Linked DNA regions of Mus musculus: all the other regions are linked to region 3. A link is a contact called in public ChIA-PET data. All regions are on one chromosome and are shown on one strand. The core of a region is the stretch at or near the end of the contact, and the rest is flanking DNA. Distances in the headings are between cores, read along the strand shown. Region 1 overlaps Smyd3 (SET and MYND domain containing 3). Region 2 overlaps Smyd3 (SET and MYND domain containing 3). Region 3 overlaps Smyd3 (SET and MYND domain containing 3).

The links. ChIA-PET counts read pairs in DNA pulled down with a chosen protein or histone mark.
Region 1: an RNA polymerase II ChIA-PET map of memory CD8 T cells shows a contact between it and region 3, with 6 read pairs. The contact joins two enhancer-like sites. A contact is called at or near these places in 4 of 484 Hi-C or Micro-C datasets (the HPC-7 cell line, forebrain, lens fibers and 1 more), 2 of 115 datasets of contacts at active chromatin or transcription factors (embryonic stem cells and memory CD8 T cells) and 2 of 9 other capture datasets (liver and pancreatic islet).
Region 2: an RNA polymerase II ChIA-PET map of memory CD8 T cells shows a contact between it and region 3, with 9 read pairs. The contact joins two enhancer-like sites. A contact is called at or near these places in 2 of 484 Hi-C or Micro-C datasets (Sertoli cells and cortical neurons), 1 of 115 datasets of contacts at active chromatin or transcription factors (memory CD8 T cells) and 1 of 9 other capture datasets (adipose tissue).

The regions. Positions count from the first base shown.
Region 1 is chr1:179,361,420-179,364,458 of GRCm38.p6, forward strand. All of the region lies in intron 5 of Smyd3 (SET and MYND domain containing 3), which reads right to left. Among named protein-coding and RNA genes, the nearest start is that of Gm31349, 35 kb to the left of the region's middle. Within about 2 kb of position 1,557, at least 15 of the 459 cell types and tissues checked have an H3K27ac peak or open chromatin away from gene starts, as enhancers often do. A contact at or near this core is called in memory CD8 T cells, where this site is marked.
Region 2 is chr1:179,167,901-179,170,923 of GRCm38.p6, forward strand. The region is part of intron 5 of Smyd3 (SET and MYND domain containing 3); the gene reads right to left. Among named protein-coding and RNA genes, the nearest start is that of Gm31349, 160 kb to the right of the region's middle. Within about 2 kb of position 1,696, at least 33 of the 459 cell types and tissues checked have an H3K27ac peak or open chromatin away from gene starts, as enhancers often do. A contact at or near this core is called in memory CD8 T cells, where this site is marked.
Region 3 is chr1:179,239,461-179,242,539 of GRCm38.p6, forward strand. All of the region lies in intron 5 of Smyd3 (SET and MYND domain containing 3), which reads right to left. Among named protein-coding and RNA genes, the nearest start is that of Gm31349, 87 kb to the right of the region's middle. Within about 2 kb of position 1,356, at least 17 of the 459 cell types and tissues checked have an H3K27ac peak or open chromatin away from gene starts, as enhancers often do. A contact at or near this core is called in memory CD8 T cells, where this site is marked.

The sequences.
Region 1 (3,039 bases), core at 307-2,806, 120 kb after region 3:
GTGCTGAGATTAAAGGCATGGGCCATCACTGCCCGGCTGATTATAGTTTTATTCAAGTTTTCTACTTCTTCATGTTTGGTGTCAGTACAGATTTTTGTTAGGTTCTGGGAACTAATCAGTTGCACCCAGGTACCTAATTTCTTGGCAAAGGATTGGATCACAGGATCCCTGCCTAATCTTTTCCATTTATAAGTAATGATGTTCCCATTGAGCAAGCTCCCTCTCTCGCCCCTGCCCCCTCCCTCTCTTCTCACTCCTTCCTCCTCAGCCTCTACGGAGCCAGGGTGTTAACCACTTTGATTTTTTTTTCAAAGCTCTACCACTTGGTTTCATCATCGAGATTTTTTTTTTCTGTCTTGATTTCATTTACAAAACCTAGCTCAGTTTTCTTTTTAAATTATTACTAATTCTCTCCTGCTTGCCTTGTGTTTTGTAATTGTTACGTTGTTAAGTAAGAGCACGCGGTCACTTCTGTTGCTTAGTTATATAAAGTTTTCCAGCTACCCCTTCCTCCAGCAATGTCAGGCTTTATGTCAAGCCCTAGTCCCACATTAGACTAAGCCTGTGTGTGCTCGTCAGGAAAGAGAAGACCTCAGAACTTCCTCACAGCCTGCCTGAGAGCATATCCCCCCTTTTCTTTTTTATGAGACTCTGAGTCATTAGACACAGAAATGAAGTTTCAAGGTTATTGTTGAAGAACATACCATGATTCCCATAGTTAATTACTTCCATATTAACTGGGTTTTACAAATCTCTGATGTATTCTTTCTCTGGTTTTATTATTCTAAGCTTCACATCTGGACTTCTCACAATGCCTGACTTTTATAAAAGGAATGAGTCGTGTAATAAAAAACACTGTTGTGGGCACACTGACATTCAAGCCAATGTTTGATTCTGGGGCTTTGCTTCAAGGCTTGCTGAATGCTGTGGACTCTGTTCTCTAAATGTGCACATTTCTTCCATGCATTAAAAAACAAACTAAATTATTGCACATAATTGAAAGCAACTCCATGCTTTTCTGAAATTGTGTAACTCTAGATGTTTCACTAGATCATGCACCCCATCTCTCCAGCCAGTACAAATTCATCCAAATTTTACTGAGTAGCCTATAAACCCTATGAAATAACCTGTCTCGTCCTGAACACGGGCAGCGGGAAAGTGACCAATCAGCCCAGAGCACTGGGAATTAACATCCTGGTCTGCTCCTTTCCTGTTCTTTCTATAGACCAGGCTGCAACCCTTGAAGTGATTCCCCAGAAATGCTGCACCAAGGACAGCATTGGGATGAAGAAGACAATGTGCGTGGAGTCTATCTCTATAGCCTCACATTTATATAGAAAGTTCCAGGGCCACTAGAGCTAGAATACCTGGTAGATGCTACTGCTATCTAACCCTTCGGTCTTTATTTTTGTTGGAAGATTTTATTCACTACTTATTTATTTTGAGAAAAGTCGACCGTCGTAGGAAGAGGCTTCTAGGAACCTAAGCTACTGTGTTCAGAGGGTGTCTCTCCTCACAGCCAGGCCACACCGCTGATTCAGCAGGAACAAAGCATGACTGTCAAACACAGTGGTCAGCAAATGGACTGTGCATACCAGATCATCCCTACGGCAGCTACCCAGAGCTGTAACATAGATGTGACATGAAGTCAGAGAGCCAAGTTTAGACACTAGCTCCGTTCTTTATTAGCCTGGACAAGACAGCAGGGAAGTCACTCAGCATCTCTACGAAGGCCTCAACTTTCCATCCATAAAATGGGGATAACTGCATCATTAATCTCATAGGGATGATATGAAAATATGTAATACCAGTCAATGTGCATAAAGCAATTAGTATCTGTTGGCTGCTTAATGTGTGTTCATTAAATTAATATATGAGCAATTACATACAAAGGTCAGTACCATTTTGCGAATTTAAACAACTGAAATAATTCATCCACTTCAGATCACTTTAAAGGAATTGCAAGGTTTTGTGAAAGATGTATAAATGGCCAAAGGTCTGTGTAAAATGATTGGGAACCTTAATTATAAAATGCAATCTAGGGTTGAAGGTACAGATCAGTACTAGAGCTAGCACATGTGGGACCCGGGGTAGACTCAACGCTTAAAGCAGGGAGAGGAAAGGAAAGGGAGATTGGGGTTAACTAAAACCATCACAAGCTATCACTGCACGCCTGCTCCATGCAGTTCAATTGGAAAGAGAGACTCTATGAAGTGTTGGTGAAAAAGTAGAAGACTTGGCAACCTCACGCGCTGCAGGTGGGAATACAAAATTGCATAATCACATTGGAAAATGGTTTGGCACTATTGTGTTAATTGAAAACTACACTTATTATATGCCCAGTGATTTCATTACTGGTATTTATGTGAGCACAATAAGCCATATGTCCATACAGAGACAGTAGCTTTGGCCACAGTTCCTAATCACTGGAGAGAATACAGATGGTTATTGACAGGTGACAAGATATACAAGCTATGCCAGACCCTTACAACTGCCACATTCTGTAACAGCAGGACAAATGGCAGTGGGAATGAGCCTTAGAAGTCATTATATTAAGTGAAGTAAGCCAGAACAGAGATTCAAAAATAAGCTAACTAATCTAGAAGCCCGATGCAGATCACTGATTACTATAGCCAGGCATGGAAAGATTGTCACCAGAAAGAGATCTGGAAACTTGAAGGTGATTGAATGTTCTAGATATTGGTAGTGGTGGTGGGCGTGGTCATGGGTGTGGTTAGTGGTATGGTATGGACATTTACATGCCCATTTAAATACAGAGTTAAGTTTATTAAAAGACAAAGGCACCAAGACAACAGGATCATTTAGACAGTGAGAAGGCAAATAGAAGATAAGCAAGAACCAACAACTTAGACACTTACTGAAGCCTTACATCAGCCGGGAAAACTAGAGATGCAGCCATGTGGATCCCAGCGGTGTCTCCTCCATGGCTCACTCTCCTGTTACTCAATGAGCTCTCACAAGCTCTCCTGCTTGCTTTCTTCTCTCCCTTGACATATCTGGGGGACAAGAAGTAGATGT
Region 2 (3,023 bases), core at 446-2,945, 71 kb before region 3:
ACTTCCCATGACAGAGCCGTGTAATTTGGGTCCCACCAGTGTTCCTCATCAAATGTGTGTAGGTGGCTGAGGGGACGGCCCATAAGGCAAGAGCACTTGGGCACAGGCATGGAAATCAGAGTTTGGGTTCCTGGCACCTTGGATGTGGCCACGGGCATAGCTTTAACTTTAGTATTGTTGGGAGCAGAGACTGAGGAATTTTTGAAGCTTATTGGCTGCCAGTCGAGCTTCAAGTTCAGTGAGAAACACTGTCTCAAAAGATTAAGGCAAGGACTCCCTTCTCTGTTCTCTGTACACACAGAGACATGCATAACAACCTATCTCTCTCTCTCTCTCTCTCTCTCTCTCTCTCTCTCCTCCCCCCTTCCATTCCCCCCAACATAAATACACGATGAATCATGTAATAGCTAGCTTCAAGAATAAATCTTGAACCTCTCTGACTACCAGGTCACTGTCCAGTATACATAATTGACAGATGGTCCTGTTTAAGCTCATCAATTCTGCAGTAGGATACAAAAGTCCTCACTCTGATGTTAACAGGGTAAATATACTTTTGTTTTAGTGACCCAGATCTGGCCATGTTGATGCCATGTTGATCTCTTCTATACCTTTGCTTCTGAGGAGCATACACTTTCAGAAGGGCCTCCTCCTCAGAAGCCTGACAGCCACATCTCCCTGTCAGCTGCTACTCCTGACCTGAGGTAAATGGAAAGGAAAAGGGTCCTGACCACTCAGCACAGGTCCCAGATTGCCTCCTGGTGCACTCACTAAATGAGCCTTTTGCCGACTCCTGCAGCAGGACAGGTTGTTGCTTCCTGAGGTGAGCTACTGAAAGACAGATGCATGTGAGTCACATTAATTGGAACCTCTTGTCACAGGACAACAGTGTTTCCATTTCTCTGCGGGAGCCTGTTTGCTGCTGTTCATGGGATCTGGCATGTGTGGGGACCTCAACTATGGCTGCCTATCCCCCCACCCCCCATCTACTTTCTTTGCCTACTTTCCTACTGCAAGCAATTTTAATTGAAAATTGTGTGCAACATCCACATTCAGTTTCTTCCACTTCTGGCAAATCTTGCCCAGAAGAGGAAAGAAAGACAGAGGAGACAGATTTGAGGAGTGCACATTTGTTCCTGTACTTTGCTCTTCAGATTGTCCAAATGTTTGCTTATTGATGATATACAACTTGCTCTATATAAAAATAAATATTCAAGAGACAGCATGAACAGCTAAGGGGAGTGTGCATTGTAAGCAGAGACAAGCATTCTGCTCCATCAGGCCCCTAGGTACGCACAACTGTGTTAGCTGGGCCTGCAGTGGAACTGTATCTACGAATACGCAGCATTACTGGTTTCCAGAAGGTTGGGGAACACAGAGATTCAAGAGGCAGGATGGAGATGAACATGGGGTTGGGGGGGCGGGGGCATGGGCAGATGGGTCACAGCTTGCACGTTGAAGCCACCTGGGCCATCGCACTATGCTGGCTCTGCAAACAGCCTTGCCGATTTCTTTCGAGAAAGCATTATCCAAGAAGCATCTCAATTAGAGGTTTCAGTGTAAAGCTACACAAGGCTGGATACAAACGGGGGCCAGGTTTCCTTTACTTCTCAAATAAGAATGAAAAGGATGAGCCAGGCATGGCTGCGCACACTTTTGATCCCAGCACTCGAGGGGTAGAGATCTCTGAGTTCCAGGGCAGCCTGGTCTACCAAGCAAGTTCCAGGAGAGCTGGGGCCACAGTGAGAAACCTGGCCACAGGAAACAAAGCAAAAAAAGAAAGGAAAAGGGGAAAGAAGGAAAAAAAAAAGAAGGAGAAAAAAAGGAGGATCGTTTTTTAGTGGTTTCTATATCCAGAGACAATATTACTTTTCTTGTGGTTTTTTTTACATCCTGCATTGACAAGAAAACACACTTAGGTGTTCTTCCCTTTCCTTTTACACAAGTAACCATGGTAATGTGGCACATGTGAATGTCTGCACTCTTATCAAAGCAGCTTAGTGTCAACTTTGCACAGTGTCATACAGTTCCCAGAAGCGGTTACGACAGCTTGAGTACTGATGGACTTTCAGATACTATCTCAGCGCTTTTCCTATTGCAAAGTAAGGTGTGGTTGATACCACATACATCTGCCACATTGTGTATTTGATAAATGACTATAGGAAATATTCATCTATGCATAACTGCTGAGTCAAAGAGCATTTACATCTGCAGCTGGAGAAATAATCTTTCTCTCTCTGTTTCTGTCATGTCTCTGGGTTTTGTTTGTTTGTTTGTTTTGTTTGTCTGTCTGTCTGTTTTGGTTTTTCGAGACAGGGTTTCTCTGTGTAGCCCTGGCTGTCCTGGAACTTACTTTGTAGACCAGACTGGCCTCAAACTCAGAGATCCGCCTGTGTCTGCCTCCCGAGTGCTGGGATTAAAGGCTTGCGCCACCAGCCCAGTTTTTTTTTGTTTGTTTTTGTTTGTTTGTTTGTTTTTCTGTCGTGTCTGTGTGTGTGTCTGTCTGTCTGTCTGTCTATCTGTCTGTCTCCCCCCCCCCCAATTTACCTTTTCTGAATAATACTTGTTTCTCTGGCACAGTTTACTACCAAGCCTTTTGTCCTTTACCGAGCCCACCAGTAAAACTTCAGAATTCAGTAGAGCTTTGTTCTTCTGTACATTTGTTATAAATGGACTTCCAGATCCTGTTGCCTGGTTCCTTGGAGGCTGACCCTCAGGACAACATAACATGGCTTCTGTGTCTGGGAGCTCCGGTATGTGGCCTCGGGTATTTCTTGCCCACTCAGATTGTTTCCATTTCTACTGTTCAAGTGGCTCCATGGCTCCGAGATCACAGGTCCTATCCTCCCCTGTCTCAGCTCCCACTAGTCCAGCGCCTGATCCTCTACTTGGGTTTCAGACCCAAAAACTGTAGCGGGCTCCTGCTCTGTTGGTTTCTGGTGATCACACTAGTCTGTCTTCGACCTTCGTGCACAGCTCTAGATTTGAATCATTTGGGGGAAATGTGAGCTGTGTTTTTGTCTGAC
Region 3 (3,079 bases), core at 106-2,605:
AATATCTCTCTCTCTCTCTCTCTCTCTCTCTCTCTCTCTCTCTCCATCCATCTATTGTGATCACGCGCGCACTCACGAGCACACACACACACACACACACTTGTATAGGGCAGGCAACCTAAGTGCCAGGAACAGACACAAGGGCATCATTTAAGACACACCTGGGCAGTTGGCTCATCTGGCAATGTGCTTGCCATGGATGCATGAGAACCTGAATTCAGAGCTTCAACACCCATGGGAAGGCTGGTACAGCAAGACACATATTTAACCTCATTGCTGAAGTGAAGGAGGGATGAGGGAGCTAGCAGATTGCTGAAGCTGGCCAGCCTCTCTAGCTAAATCAATGAGCTCTGGGTTCACTGAGAGGCCCTGTCTCAAAAACAAGATGACAGAGGTCAACCTCTGACCTCCAGAGGCATTCAAACACATGTGCACTCACACCTGCACATACACATACATGACACCACACATATAACACACACACATACACACACATGGTAATAACTAGATAGGAAGTCTCAAGTGAAAATATTCCCTGTTTCTAAAAAATACCTTATGTTCACACACAAGACCTGGACAAGCTTCACCTAGGCCAAATAAAATCTGTTCATATTTTTCCTAATGAATTTTTGGCATGTAAATAATTGTGGGATAATTCTTGTTGGCGGTGATGTTGATGACAGCATATTTAAACTCTTGAATGGTTTTCCTTAGTATTCCATAAACTCAGAGAGAACGCCATCCAATCATTCTCTTTTTTAAAAAAAAAAAACTACATAATGAACACTATTTAAAGTCACTACAATGGGACTTTCCTCATTTTAATCTGAGCTCAAAAATTTTGAAAGAGCTTTTTATACCCCTCCACATGGTATCCAAATTTTCCTAATCAAGGCTCAATGATAGCCACACACGAAGAAATGTAAAAAACCAAAACACAGGTTTCTTCATCAAATAAACTTGTGTTTTCTAGAAAGTGAGTCATTCAGATACTTCTAGACTCTCACGGACTTTGGGAAAAAAATAACATTTCTTTTTAATTAAGCTGTTCACTATTAAATATGTAACGTGTTAAAAATATAACAACATTTTTTAAAAAGGCAGCTGAGCACAGAGGTGGATGAGTGATGACTGAGAAGGAAAGACACGCTTTGATGGAGTAGTAACATGTAACAGAATGCCTTTCATACAGCTGGGGAAGGGATAAAGGCAAAGGAACAATGGTAAGAACAGCAGAGATGTCTTATCAGAATTGGTGACAGGGACTCAGAGCAATGAACATGGGCACATGTCAATAACATGCAGATGACAACAGAGGAAATACCCAATCGGTTAACCCACACATCAAAAACAAACTCAACCACAAAACTTCTGCCCTCAGAGCAGTAGTAAGAAGCACAAGCTCCTACTCTAAGCAGTTCACGCTCAGCAGCCTTTGAGGAAACGGTAAAGCAGACCTGTCTGAGGGAAGGGACTAAGGCACTATCAGCCGCCGCCATCTGGAAATCACTCCCATAAACCCAGAAGTCATGAGGCACCATCTGGTACTCTCTTCAAGCAAATACTTACAGAACTCCAAGGGTACCCCTTAGACCAGGTGTGGTGCCAGGCTGCTGTGAGTTACAGGGTACCACAGCATGAACAGGACCCCAGATGGGCGCCAGTGGTTTACAGTGGGGACACATAGCATTGGGGTCATTTGAATGTTTTCAATCACCATGAGGACATTTTGGCAGCTCTGCTAAACAGGACAGACTGGGTTAAGAAAGAATTGTCCTACATACTGCAAGTCTTTCAAATCTTCCACCAGTCTCCAGCTAATGTGTTTGTGAGGAACCTACAGCCTTTTCCATTTTACTTATAGACTAGTGAACTTCTTGCATAGTTTTATATATATTGCATTTTTTTTTCAAAGAATGCAATTTTCTTAACTGAGGAAGAGATATATTTTGCATGGTATAGAACTGTGTGGAGAGTTGTTTGCCATGAGGGAAACTTGTGTCCACAATTCATGATGTTTAAGCTACGAACACAGCACACCTACACAACCTACATGTACAGATGTATGACCATCTATGGTCACTTTGTGTGTTTATGTGTATAGTTACTTAGAACTCATGTCAAAGCTTCAACTCTCAATACAAACTCTTGCCAACACTGATTTACTTACCATTAATCCAAACCTGTTCATTATGAGACCATCTAAATGCCTGAGGGACCCGAACATCACACTGTACTCTAGAGCGCAATCAAACTTTCATACAATAAAATGCTTAAAATACCATTGCCATTGATGTTACAGTTATGGCTATCTAATCTTTTAAAACTATGTATAGAATTAAGGCATCTACTACATTTCAGAAATAAAGAAGGCTTGCAGGACTAGATTATAAAGGGGCAATGAATCCACCAGGGTTGGCAACCACGACCCAAGGGACATTAGAGAAACTGTATGGTCTCCAGTGTTCCTACAGAGAAAGGCAAAGTGCAAAGGCATGGATAAGAGGGGGTAGCACTTTAAAAACAAATCCCCTGCTCATGATCATTAGATGGAAATACAGTAGCTCTGAAAAGGGTTCCACTTTTGGGAACTCCTCTGTCACTGCAAAGGGTAACTAACACTCTACTATGTCCCTTATCCACCTGAGTCAGGCATCACCACCTGTCCTTTCACAGTCAGGCTGAGAGCCTCTCTGTCAGCTCCTATGGATCTGGTGCTTCAGTGTGATGATCATGTGTCAGAATGAAGAGTAGCAGACAAAAGATGGGGGGAAGAATCCTGAATCTACAGGTGAATCCCGCTAATTGTTCTGTTCTGCTTTTAAAGAATCAGCTCTTAAACTGGTATGATACTTAAACTCACTGCAATGTAATAGAATAAAACACAAAGAGGGAAGAAACGATGTGGCAAAAATGGGCATGCCCGGGGTTTTTTAAATTGCTATTCTAAAGTATTAAGCATTCATCTATTATCAGAAGCTTTGCTACGCATGGTAAGAGTAGAAATGCATGTGCAAATTTGGTGGAATTAATAACATCAAATGCCTCTAACTCATTGTTGGGAGGGTCCTGTTAATGA